2 separate regions of the Solanum lycopersicum genome follow, and region 2 is linked to region 1. Evidence: chromatin contacts called from public promoter capture Hi-C data. All regions are on one chromosome and are shown on one strand. The core of a region is the stretch at or near the end of the contact, and the rest is flanking DNA. Distances in the headings are between cores, read along the strand shown.

The links. Promoter capture Hi-C pulls out the DNA fragments that hold promoters and counts their contacts.
Region 2: a promoter capture Hi-C map of leaf shows a contact between it and region 1, with 2.4 times the contacts expected there. The contact joins the promoter of LOC101247047 here to the enhancer-like site in region 1. A contact is called at or near these places in 1 of 1 promoter capture datasets (leaf), 5 of 8 Hi-C or Micro-C datasets (all in leaf) and 1 of 1 datasets of contacts at active chromatin or transcription factors (leaf).

Annotation. Positions count from the first base shown.
Region 1 is chr8:52,136,359-52,143,570 of SLM_r2.1, forward strand. No RefSeq gene overlaps it. Among protein-coding and RNA genes, the nearest start is that of LOC138337745, 6.5 kb to the right of the region's middle. Within about 2 kb of position 2,528, at least 2 of the 2 cell types and tissues checked have open chromatin away from gene starts, as enhancers often do. A contact at or near this core is called in leaf, where this site is marked.
Region 2 is chr8:52,179,604-52,186,815 of SLM_r2.1, forward strand. LOC101247047 (UDP-glycosyltransferase 74F2) reads right to left here and starts at 3,740. Exons shown (of 2, transcript XM_004245012.5): 1 at 3,007-3,740; 2 at 1,103-2,023. The coding sequence starts at 3,657. The coding sequence ends at 1,292. LOC101246742 (nuclear transcription factor Y subunit A-8) reads left to right here. Exons shown (of 6, transcript XM_004245011.5): 5 at 102-269; 6 at 345-1,132. The coding sequence ends at 674. It overlaps LOC112942085, which reads left to right and starts at 6,712. Exons shown (of 4, transcript XM_069288043.1): 1 at 6,712-6,890.

The DNA.
Region 1 (7,212 bases), core at 1,278-3,777:
CTTTGTTTTATATAAATATTTGGTTAATTATTTTAAGCTTATATTTTGAATCTTTAGTTTATATTCGAATTAATTATTTTATTAACCTTAAGAAGTTTGTTAATGAATTATATTAATTCGTCTCTTTTTAAAATTGTAATCTAGTTGGCCAATTACAATTTGTCTAAATTGGTAATATTCTAAAAGACCAATTTTTGGACCATTTACTAGCCAATTTCCAATCGTTCAGCTCATTCCCTCCCATTCCAAACCTCAGCCCACTTATCAACAGTTGCCCCAGCCCATCACTTTAACTCAAAATCAGGGAAAAAGCATAACCAATGTAATTTCCATCATAATCCCAGCCCATCAGAAAGCACTTTCAGCAGCAGCCCAACAATTTCCAACTCGATCCTATCGTGCTCTCTCTCCTTCATGCGAAAAAAGCAGCAGAAGGGAGGTACGACTTTTTTGTCGGCTTCCTTAACGTCCCTTTCATTCGTACATTCACGGCTGCACTAGAGACACGCGAGAATCATCCTTGAGACGATGAGATTGCTCCATGTCGTGAGTCGATCTCAAGCATTGATCACACTTTTCTTTCTTTAGGAATGAGTTGAATTTTCAGAAAAGGTGGTCTTTCCAAAATTGGTGAATATTTTGATTTCAAATTTTGAATTCATGGGCCTTGAATCAAATTTTTCATCCATTCCCCCCCCCCCCCCCCCAATTGATCAAAACCCTAATTCCTCTCTATATATATTCTTTACAGTTCCTTTGTTATGGAAGAATTTTTTTTTTCTGAAGATTATTCTTATGCAGAGAACACTCATATTAGTTGAAGAAAATAGGCAAGAATATACACGAAAAACACATATTGGCTCTATTTAGGTCAAAGATAGTGCTTAGTATCCTCGATCATTGTTCGAATTCAAGTTGCGAAGTGGAGACAAGCCCCCCTTTGCTCGCCTTGTTCCTAGTTCGCTGCCCGAAAAAGGTAATATCTTCCATTTGGATATTTTTCTCGTCTTTATTGCTTTAATGTGATACTGTTATTATGTTGGTCGATGTAGTCGAGTTTGATAGTTTAAACGTGATGTATGGCTGCCCTTGATCGATTTTTCTATTTTTTTTGTATCTTGTTTTGATCAAGCATCATGGGAATATTTCAGATGTTGCATATGGTTGGTTTTGTGCTTGTTAGGTCGGTTGAGTCATTTGTTAAGCATGTTAGCATCATCACTGATCCTTTATTTTAGTTGGTAACGGAGTATTCGTTTCTTTATAGTATAAGGTTTATGCTGGGATTATTTTGGCTGCCCGTGTCCTAAAAATGTATTTTTCAGTTTCTTCGACTATAGCTATTACGTCTACCTAAAATCTAAGCTTATTGGTCCTTTGAGTTCTTAGTCGATAAACTTTGAGTTCTTAGTCGATAAAATCATTTTCATTGTCTTGTTATGATCCTTAGGCGCTAAAGATTTGTTCTACTGTGTTGTGCATATTCTATGGTTTCGTTTATTTTTTTTCTTTTTCTTGTCCACATTGCTGGAATTTAGTTCTTCCGAACACCTTTTTGTATGAAGCTTCCTTTTTGATATAGAATATGTAGTTCTTAAGCCATCTGGAGTTTCTGCCTTTACAAGATTTAGTTCGTGGGTGTTCTCTCTAGTTGTATGCTTTTGTTCCAGATGATTTTGTATGGGAATCTGTTAAGTTGGAGTCGGCATAAGTGATACTCTCTAATGGGAAAATAAGCTTACTTTCCTCTCTTTATTGTTTATATGTTGTGTATTTTAATAATGGGCAGTAAATGCCTTTTCTTGGCAGCAACATTTGACTATAGTTTTCTCCCAGCAACAAGCGACATGCTCCCTTTTTTTTTCAAATTTTTATCACTTATATCCATTAGTTTAATGGCTACCGTTCACCTGTTGTTTTGTTGTTTTTTGATTTTTTTTATACTTTAAAGTTTGACATGGTTAAACCCAAGTTTATATGATTCCTATCACCCCTTTTAGTGTTATATTACAAGTTTTCATCGATTAATATCAATTGAACCCCGTTTTAGTCGAGATTGGATTAAGAATTTTGTTGGTTATTTCCTTTATTTTGCCATTTCGAGTAGCTGCTAATTCTTGTTCATCTGTTCCCTTTCATGTGAAATCTCCTCTGAATCCTCATGGGTTATATCTCATCTCCTCGCGTTTGCCTATTGGGCCATAAAGGCCCAATACTCTTGCTTATCGAGTCGTCTAGCCTCCTAAAAAATGATGTACAGATTCAGAGCGGTAGCATGTTGCTGAAAATTCAATTTCCCAGCCCCGAAAAGTCAAAAGCATGCTGATATACTGACTATATACAATGGTATACTATTTAAATATACAATATATAGGCGCAAAGACGTGAAAATGCAGGTAAAAAATACAGGGAATGAATTTCAACAAAAATTACAGGTCTTGGAAGGCCCAAATGGGTCGGATATGCCTTGTATACATTAGTATACACGAATTGTATACATATTTTCGAGTGCAAATGAGCCCAATATTTTAAGTGCATGTGTAAAAAGGAAAATGGCAAGGGTCAAGGCCCACTTAGACCTAGGGCAGGGGAAGAAGTAAGGCCCATCAGATTTGTGGATTTGGGCTGATTAGCCCAAATTAATTTTTCTATCCCTCTTTCTCTCTTTGTTTATATATGTTTGACTAACATTTTGGTTTCAATTTAATTGATTCTCAACCATAGCCATTCATTTTCATTTATATGCATATATTAAAAAAATTGTATACATATAATTTTACTTGGTTTCATTTCTACTTCTTATTTTTGTCAACCCTTAAGTTTATCACTTTAGGTTATCCCCTTAGTTATTTTTCCTTAAAAAGAGATAATTAATTTAAATGATAAATGATGAATTAGTAATGTAAAAATTTATTTTTTATAGATTACATAAACTTTATTTTATCATTATTCTAATTCTAATCAACTACCTTTAGTCACTCTCGATTAAAGTAATCTCTTTATTTTCACTAATTAATTAAAAATAATAATAATTTTAAGTCATAGAAGGGATAAAAAATCTTTATTTGATAAATGTTGGAAAATTCAAGATCATTTAGTCAAATCGTCGGTCAACCGTGAGTTAGCGGGCATCCAAAAGGGCCTAACACCTTCTCAGAATATATATTTGAACTTCGAACCCTTCTCAAGTTATTTTTATCTGTTTTAAATCTTTTGAAAAGTATTTTTAAGTTTTCTTGATTTTTACTAAAAATCAAGTGGGGACTCTGTTAATTCGGAAAATTGATTTCTCTTAACTCATAAGATTAATTGTTTTTTCGAAACATAGTCATTTTTTACTATTATATATATTTTTAACTAAAACAAATACAATACAATGGATAACAATGATCCAAACATAGTGTTAGAGTTGATTACACATCAATTCTAGTTCATACTTCCTCCGTCCACTTTTATTTGTCATATTGAGTTTTTCGAAGTCAATTTAACTAATTGTAAAATTTAAATTTGATTACATCAATTCAATATTTTATGCAATAAATTTAAATATTCAAAAACTATACAGAAAGTAGTATAAATTGCATTTTTTTTGTATATCAATATGATAAAACATACATTGTAAATATTAGTCAACTTTTTTATAATTTAACTTTACAAAAAGAACTATAACAATTAAAAGTGGATGGAAGCAATAATACTAAAATGTGAAATGAAATAATAATCCTGGACTAACTTGGGTTATTGCACTATATTTCTAGAAAAACTAGAAAGGGGACCCGTGCTTTGCACGGCCCAATCATCATTATTTGAAATCCGTAATATTTATTGAGGAACTTTTACATGATGTCACTCAAAAAGTAGCCTAATTATTCTCTATAGATATAGTTTGATAACTAAATTATTAGCTACATGTTATAGGGAGGAGAGGCGAGCGAGACTGGGAGAGAGAGAGGAGAGAGGCATGTGAGAGGACAAAGAGTGGGAGAGAGGTGAATTGTATATGTATATCGGTTAGATAATTGTATATTATACATATATATTTGTATATATAGCAAGCTAGATTGGGAGGGGGAGGGGGAGAGGCGACCGAGATTGGGAGAGGGAGGAGAGAGACTGTCGAGATAGGATGAGGGAGAAGAGAGGCGAGCGATATTGGGAGAGGGAGGAGAGAGGCGAGCGGGATTGGGCAGAGAGTGGGAGAGTGTGAACTGTATATGCATGTCGGTTAAATAATTGTATATAATGCATTTGTATATATGGCAAGCGAGATTGGGAGAGTAAGGAGAGACGCGAGCGAGATTGGGAGAGGGAAGAGAGAGGCTAAAGAGATTGGGAAAGGGAGGACAGAAGCTATCGATATTGAGAGAGGAGGAGAGATGCGAGCAATAGAGGACAAGAGTGGGAGAGAGCCGAATTGTATATGTATATCGATTAAATAATTGTATATTACACATATTAAATGAATGTCATATTTTTAATGGAATGAAGAAGAGGCACCATATAATAGGTTTTTTACCATTTTTTGATTGGATAAAGAAGTGGCCTTATGCAATTTTTAAAAAAAATTAAGGGCACAAGGGGAATAAGCAGGCAGCACAAGCAGACATGTTGACGATCTTCTCCCTGCTATTCCCCTTTCTTATATAGTAAAGTAATACATATGTTATACGTAGGACCTGCTTAGCTAACATAACATTTATCTTTAATTTGATATAACCAAAATGTCCTTCACACCTATAAATCCAAAGATGTACAAGTATTATAAACTCATTGATAGGTTTGGTTTAGAATATAATTTCGATTATTGAAGAAAATATTCATTAATAAATGTTGGAATTATTGGTGATAAACAAGGAAAGAAGACATTAAAAGGGGAAGGAACAAACAAGCAGACAAGGGTTTCATGTTTGTTCTTAATTTCATTGAAAAAGTCTAATTTTGAGATCTGAAAAAGATAAAAATGGAAAATTAGCAAACTAGTCACAATCCGTAACTTAATTAGTAAAAGCATCTACATTTTAAAATAATTATTGAAAATATCAAAATGTCAATATTTTAGAAAGTGATTTGTATTCAAATTTTATTTTTCAAAACAGTCCAACTTTAAATCAAGTTGTACATCAATTACCCATTTACACTTCTTCATATGTTTTACTACCATTAAATTTATTTTTCATCTTTCATCAACTTTTCAGTTTTCACCATTCCCATCATTCACTTTTCTCTTTTTTTTCTTTAATCAAAATTTCAACATTATTCTCTCATTTTGTTGAAGAAGAACTAATTATTCAAGTTCGTAACAATTTGTTCATATCTATCAATTAATCAAAATATCTCTCAATTGATAAAGGTACTTTTGATTTCATCATTTATTTTGCGAGATTTTGTTTTAAAATAACACATTATGTTAAATTTTTTTGGATTGTATGTATTAAGGATATTCTGTCATTTTCTTTTTATTTTTATGTGAATTTGTTAACATACTCATTAAATATTTATGTATTTCAGATTTTTAGTATTTAAAATAATTTTTGTTGATCGTTTTTTATTATTTGTTTTTATATTTCAAATTTATTAGAATCTACATTAGCATTTAAGTATTTAGTTGTTTCGCAAAAGTATTTGAAAGTATTTTGAATGTTCTTTAGTTTGTAGTCAAATTTGTTTTAACAAAGTGACAATTTAAATACAAACCTGTATTTTGATTATTTAAAATTATGAATGAATACGAAATCAAAGATAAACTAGTTGATATAAACATATAATGAACAAAATAAAATACAAAACTATTTGACTAATGCAATTAGGATGAATACACATATAATGAATACATACATAAACTGTATTTTGGCAATTTATAGTTGAGAATGAATACGAAATCAAAATATAAATACAAAACTTTATGGTATAAATTAGGACAAATATGAAATCAAATCTAAATAGAAACTTTATGGTATACATTAGGACGAATACAAAATCAAATCTAAATACAAACTATTTGTTATACAAAGTGATATTGAAAATAAGCAAAATAAATACATATGTAAGATGGATTAATACTTATATCATGAATACATGAGTATTGTATTTTGAATATTGAAAAATTTCTTAAAAGGAGATACATAAACTTCATAACCTTAACATGACAATCAAATAACTTCATACAATTTCAGACATTTTTAAAGGCAAATTATAATTTCATAACGTCAAAATAATGCCTTAGTAGAATAAACTACTTCAAATATGATAATGTATGGTAAATAAACGTGTTTAGAAATAAAAAAATTAAGAAAATTGAATATTGAATTTTTAGAACAATGGTGGTAGGTGTGTTTTTTAAAACATTGTGAAAGAAGAAGAAGAAGAAGAAAGAGATGAAAGTTGTTGTATTTTGTAAATTGTCAATTAATTCTTTGTTTTTGAATTTTAGTAACTAATAAGACTTTTACGCAATTGTTTCTTTTTAATATTTTTCTTTCCCCTTAATTTCTCCTTTATGTTTTTAACAGTTATTTCTTTTTTGACATTTTTACTAAATATTGAAAGTATTGACAATGAGTCCTATTAAATGTCAAAACATTGACATTTTGAAAATTTTCCCAAAGATAAATGGGTTGTATATTCTAGGTTGAAGAATCGTTTTAATATTGGGCTAGCAGAAAGCTCACCTCAAATAAAAGAAAGGAAAATTTCTCAAAACAATAATATTTAGCATCTAATAGGACTCCCAATAATATATTTACGCATGTTCAAATGTATAAAACATACTCTTTATCTGATTTGAGATAATTGTTCAAACTGTCATCTTAAAAGAGATAATTGCTCTGAAATTTCTATGAACTCATTGCTCACTTAGAAAACAAAGTTGCTCTTTGATCAACGTAAAAAGTGATACATTTAAAAATAATTAGTTTCATTATAAATTTTGATTAAAACTCTTTCTCAATCTTCTCTTTACTTTCTTAAAAACTCAGTTTGAACCAATTATGATTTTGTGTAAAAGATTTTCAATAAGAACTTCATGAAAACTCAGGAAAAGGGTTAATAGACGTAAACAATCAACTCAATAATTTCAATACACAATATATATACAGCGATTCAATAGTTAGAAATAATATTTTTTTTAAAAAAAAAGAATATGAACTCAAAAACTCAGAACTTAACATCAACTCATCTAAAAAAATACTTAAATCTAAGAATAGAACCCTAGAT
Region 2 (7,212 bases), core at 2,490-4,989, 44 kb after region 1:
TCCTTGATCTTCAACTTAAAAGAAAAACTAGAATTTGTTTCACTTGGAAATGCATTTGTTGCTGTTTATATGTAACTCTTTTTCAATGTTGGCCTTACTAGATTTATCCTCAAATGGTTGGTGTCACCTCTACTAGAGTTGCACTTCCTCTTGAATGCACCGAGAGCTTGCCCATTTATGTGAATGCGAAACAATACAGTGCTATTCTCAAAAGGCGACAGGTCCGTGCCAAGCTAGAGGCTCAAAATAAGCTTGTCAAAGACAGAAAGGTACTCCATCCAGTATAATACTCTTGCACTTTCCAACAATGAAATTGTGGTCTTATCCCATCTTTTGTATGACAGCCATATCTTCACGAGTCTCGACATCGTCATGCAATGAAGAGAGCTAGGGGTTCTGGAGGACGCTTTTTGAACACAAAGAATATGCAGGAATCCAAGCCTTCATCTCCAATGCACGACAGAAATATCTTTAAGCGACAGGCAGGTGGCAACTTATCTAGTTCCATGGTTCAGCACTCAGAGAGTGGTAGTTGGGGGACTTCCACCCAATCTGGTTCTGATGTGACAAGTATCTTCAGTGGTGACAACATGTTCCAGCAACCAGAGTTCAGAGTCTCTGGCTTCCCTTTTCACATTCAGGAAGCTGAAGACTTCCTGCATGTTGGAACCTGACAGCACACTTGTGTTATCCATGGTGGCGGTGCCAATACAGGCTGCATTACAAATGCATTCTTATTGGTGCACACAAATGGATAATCGGCAGTTCATCCTTGGCTATGTTACTCTTCCTTTTCCTGAATTGAAATCATGAACACTTTTCCTAAAGCTTTAGTTGTGTTATGGTATATGTTTCATAGTTAAATGAGAAAGAGCGCAGGTTGGTGCCGCACGTGATCAAGAAGGGCAAGGAAAAGAGAAAAATATATTGGTCTTAATGAGAAACAGTGGAGATTAAGGCTGTAAAAGAATTCTCCTTTTCTTGGTCGAGCGTGTGTGTATCATCTTGCACTTCTAAGTCTGTACTTGTTAGTGTCATTTGCATTTGTGGTTTTCATTTCTGTGCTATGTATTGTATCACTGTTAATATGTTTAACTCAGGCTTTGTGCAACAAAATGAACTTGTTGAATCATTCTCATGCTTAGTACATAAACTTCTGAGGTTATACAACATGCATTGCTAACTACACAGAATATGCTAGGCATGTCATAGAGAAACCATATACTTAATAAAAATATTTGGATCTTCACCTTGTTTTCTAACCCAAAACTAGAATGCAATGATTAAATCACTAATCAACAAATTGTTTAATGCATTTTGAAACAAAATCTTCAACATTTTTATCAGATGTTCCACCTTCTTGAACAGCTTCTTTAGCCAAATCCTTCCATTTGAGTGCATTTTTCTTCATTTCTTTCCCTTCCTCTCCTTGTAACACTGTCCTCACACATTCCTCAATTTCTTCTCTTCCAACAATCCCATTTTCATTAACTTTAACTCTCACTCCTACACTCCAAACATCTTGCACAAATTTTGCATTTGTTGTTTGATCAGTCCATTGTGGCATTACCACCATTGGCACTCCAAAGCTCAATGCTTCAACCGTCGAATTCCATCCACCATGTGAGAAAAAACAACCAATTGCCTTATTAGACAACACTTGTAGTTGTGGACTCCAGTTTATTATTAGTCCTTTCTCAGAATTTTCATTGATGATTTTTTTGGGAATTTTCGATTGTTCGGAAATTTTAACCACCCACAAGAAGTAGCTACTACTTGCTTTTAATCCCTCAGCAATTTCTTCCATTTGTTTGTCATCAAAAGTAGACATGCTACCAAAAGCTGCATAAACAACTGATCCTTCTGGCTTAGTATTTAACCAGTTGATACATGTTGAAGAATCCACATGGAATAGATTGAGACCATACTCAATGTCATTTTCAACTCTATTGTCCATATAGAACGATGGTAGTGTTGGCCCTATGGTTGATAATGGGCTGATTTTTGACATTGTGTCTGCTACCTGCAATAAATATATTAATGAAAAATAAAATCAATTTATCTACAGAAGAGATGATATTGATTTGTTTACTCTATTGACTACTCCCTCCGTTCCTATTTACTTCCTACATTTTTCTATTTTTGGATACATTACTTTATGCAATATTTTAATTGGATACATCACTTTACGCAATGTATCAGGACGTACATGATATATCAAAACATTTTGGGGTGTATTCGAATTCTACCAAATTTTAAAAACTTTGGGAATTTGAAAAACAAAAAGGTATAAGATGTAATTAGCTCCTAGGGATTTGTATAGAATTTCAGCATCCACTAGGCGTGGAGCCAACCTTTTAGTTACGGTTCCATAGAATCCATGTTAATTTTAACTCGAACTGTATATTTATGTTAAAAGAAAAAAATGATTTAACATAAATCTCATAATGTTAAGAACTAATTATATTATTTTTCTACTTTTTTCAAAATTACAGAAAGTCTCTTAAAATTTATAGATTTTGGATATAGACTTTCGCATACATTAGCAGACGTCCGAATACATAGTGTCAGTGCCTGAGAGGGGAATGTATCAGAGAGGGAATATGATATCCAGATACATTATGGAGGAATGTATTCGAGAAGGGGATAGAGATGTATTGGAGTAACGTACCTGAGAAGAGATTTTTGATTTTTTTAAAATGATTGGAAATTTTTGAAATTATGGTAAAATAAGATGCGAATTTAGATAATTTTTTCTAAGAAATAAAAACATCTAATAGGAATAAATCATGTATCAAAAACCTAAACAAAAATAATTACTAAAATTCAAAACACCTGAACTAAAAAAGCTACCTCCTTTCTATAATATTAAAAATTTTCTTAAAAAAAAAAGAGGTGCATAAGTAAAATTCATTAAATAGATCAAAAAAATAAATAAAACACGAATAAAGAGTTTTAGTTGCTAGGGAATAGGGATTACCGATAAAGAGTAAGTTTTAAACTAACCTCAGCTTCCAACTTGTAGAATGAGTTCACAAATACATAATCAGCTTTGTCCACATTAGTAAATTGATTCAACACCATTTCAAAATAGGCTGGATACGTTCCATGTACGTAAATAAACGAAGGCATATCTCGAAGTTCGAGCTCTGATAATCCCGATATTTTCACGTTAGTCGAAGATATCGGTAACGTTAATTTACCATGATGAATATAATAGTAAATATAGTTCACCGCACATGCTTGAGTAAAAAAACATGCCCCAATTAAACCATACTTTTTAGCTACGTCTAAAGCCCATGGCATGAAAGCATCATACATGATGCAAGTAATAGGAAACTCCGATTTTTCATATTTCTTGATAAGATCCGCTAGGGATTTCGAGCCTATCTGCTCGAAACGTTCGAGGTAGGCGGCTATGCTGTCAGCATCAGCGTAGCCGCCTTTATCGAACCCATCGGAGACGGTGTCTATACCGACGATACCCGAATTTGGACGTGTGGAACTAGAAATGAAGTTTGTGATGGCTAAAGTGGTTTTTAGACCTTTGGAGACTAAACGTTTACAGAATTGAAGCATAGGGTTTATATGGCCTTGGCTTGGATAAGGAAGAGCCAAAATATGACCTCCATATTTTTTGGTTTTTATTACCTCCATTTCTTTCTTTATTTCTCTCTGTGTTGATTAAGTTTTTCCTTTACTCATCACTTGATCGAGGAAACGATATATATATATATATATATATATATATATATATATATATATATATATAAATAAAAGAACTAAGGATAAAGAAAGATTTTTTTCCCTCTTATTTTTGTCATACTGAATATAATTATGAGAGTCAAATTTTTAATGTTATCATGAATTCATATATGATTTTTAAACATAAAATTAATATAATATCAAAACTATGGAAATATTTTTTAATTTAGTGTAAATTATTAGTCTAATCCTCGATCTATTGACAGTCTTAAAAATATTTCTCTACTTGACCAACGAAACTAATTAGACACACCTGTAATCTAGGACATGATATAAAAAGTAGTCTCAAATTCTCATTGGAGTATGAGATTCTTAATAAAAAGTCGAGAGAAGTGTTAAAATATAACTAAACTTTGTGAGAATTTAGGGGTGTTTTTCACTGATATTAATAGGACGGGAGTATATTTAAGTCGAGCTAGTAATGAGTGGTTTTAAGGTCAATAATTTGATGATTAATTAATAATTACACTAGTTTAAAGATGTTTTCAACTCTCTCTATTATTTTATTACAAGTCACAATAATTATTTTCTTTATTCAAAACAGAATGAACTGGGTTATTTTAATTCCCCTTTTTAATAATGTCCACTTCTGTTTTTTTTAAAACTTTAATTCTAATTTTTTTTATATGTCATGTTTAAGATTATATATATATATATAACTTTAATTTTACATCATAAAATTGATTTTGTTTTCTTAAATGTCAAATTAAATTAAAATATTATTTTTTAAAATAGAGAAAGTTATAACTTACCTAAAAGAAAAATATATAAAAAGATTGAGATGGAAAATTAGATTCTCAAAAGTGAAAAAAAGGTAGAGAACGTAATTAGTCGATAAATGTTTTTAAACAACTTTTATAGGATGATAATGTTGACCACAAATCTGAGGGACTTTCGTGTATAATTTTGCTTGCTCATAACGACAAAAAATTACTTGGTCTGCACGGATTATATAAAAACAATGAACTGCGTTGAGAATGGTGCAATAATAAAGAGATTTTAAAAAAGGAAAATAACTGTATTAGAGTTGTTTGGATTGAGTTTTGGCTTATAATTTATAAGTAAAAAGTAATAAGTTAGGATTTTTAACTCATGATTTTTAACTTATTTTTATTATTTTGACATTAAAATAAGTTTTTATAAACACTTTTTAAGTTTATCCAAAAATTTTAAAATTGCTTAAAAACTATTTTAACTTAAAAGTACCTAAAATAAATCAATTCAAACAACCACTTAAATCTCTTTGTTATTGCCTTATTTTGATTTTGATCCTAATTAATTTTAATTAATTATTTAAATCTCTTCGTTATTGCCTTATTTTGATTTTGATCCTAATTAATTTTAATTAATTATTTAAATCTCTTCGTTATTGCCTTATTTTGATTTTGATCCTAATTAATTTTAATTAATTATTTTGGTCCTTCTATTAATGGTGATAACTAATACAAACAGACTTGTTATTTCTGTCCAGGGCAATTATGATACTTCACATAACATTATATTAATAGTAGATTTCTTTTTAAGATTTACTGACAAGCACATTTCACAAGAAATTGTTCTGTCCAAACTCCAAAGTAAAGTGTTGCATTATACTCCTTTCTTTTATCATTATTTATCGTAATTTTTATTTTTAAAATTAAATTATAAGTATTTAAATTAATATTTTAAATATATTTTTATCGAATTAATATGTAAAAAATTGTAATTTATTATACTTTTTATATAGTTTTAAATATTTTTTTAAAATATCGAATTAATATAATATAATTTAACTTTAAAAATTAATTAAATTAACTTTTGAAAAAAACGCAACATGACAAATAAAAGTGGATAGATAAATTAAAAGTTAAAGGGTTCATTATGCCACATTAGAATAAATAGTCCATATATTATATATTGTATTATGTCTTACTAATACTTTTCATTTGGAGGTATAATACATATGATATAATACCATGGGATAAGTCTATGTAACGACAAAAATATCCTTCAAATCATTTAAATTATTTTATTTATTTTCATGATTTTATGATTTATATTTGTACTAGTAAATTTATTCAAATAAATTAACTTACAAATTATTTAGAGAGAATAATTTTTTCTAAATAAATTCAATATAAATTTGAAATGTGAGTTGTTTATTTTTACATAATGTCTACGGCCTTATCTATCTATCTATCTATCTATCTATCTATCTATATATATATATATATATATATATATAGTACTTGTATTTTGAACAATTAAAAAAATTACAAACATATTAAAATTACAATTTGCAATTTTTATGTATAAATGTAGATGGTTTATTCAATTTTACGATTGTTGATCGTCTCATCAATTTTAAAAATAGATTGTTTGTCTTTTTTAAATTGAAAAATGACATCTTGTGAGTGATCAATTTATTAAGATGACAATTATTTATCCTCAAATAGTTCAAGTGAAAAAGTAGCAAACATGACAATAAAATTGTTTCTCTCATAGCTAGTCAAAAGGCCATAAAAGAAAATAATATTATCCGATAATTATCTACCTTGATCCACTTAAAAATAATTCATGGATTTAATTGAAAAGAAGTTTATAGAGTTTTAATACAAACACAAGATTAGGTGTGAAACAATGAATTAAATACTTGATATGCATTACTAACTATTGCACTACAAATTCCTGCACTTTTAATTCTGTGTTCTTAGTCTTTGGACCAAATGACCCCTAAGTGTTTATAATTGGGTAATTCTAAATGACTAGAAGATTTGGTTAGAATTTAGCCAGAAATTTAAAAAAAATATTAACATTCTTTTTATTTATAAATGGTCAATTTTTTTGTTCATTTTTAATTAAATGGTATTAAAGTTAAAAGGATAAAAATGTTCACAAAGATAAAAATAACGTATTTATTTTACCTTTCGGGTCAAATTCTCGCCAAAAGTTTTTTTCCTACTTATTTTCTAAAGCTCTTTCTCTCTTTCTATCCCGTTGTAGATTTTTAAATTCTCGTTAAATGAGAAAATTCACTTGATGAAATTTCAAGAGAAAAATCATCGAGGAGCTCATATTGGAGTGATTTTTGCTCAAATTATGTCAAATTTTGATTTTTATTCTTTATTTTTTCGTTCAAGCCAGAGGTATACTTTCTTTTCATCTCTCTTCCATCTTCTTTTTACAGGCTTCAATCAAGTTTTTAATTTTTGAATCTTATTATTTTTATCTAATTTTTTTGTTAAGCTCTAAAATTAGTGTTTCTTTTTATTTGATATCTAAAACTTTTCCTTATAAAAAAATTATGAGCTCAAGATTAAGGTGGGTAAAATTGCAGTAACAATTTGGATTGACTTTTCAACTTTTGTATTAATCATTTTCTGTAATATGAATTGTGAAATCTATGAATTAATCTTAGTCTTGTTTATGATTTTGAATTACTGTTGGAGTTGATAGAAGTTATACAAC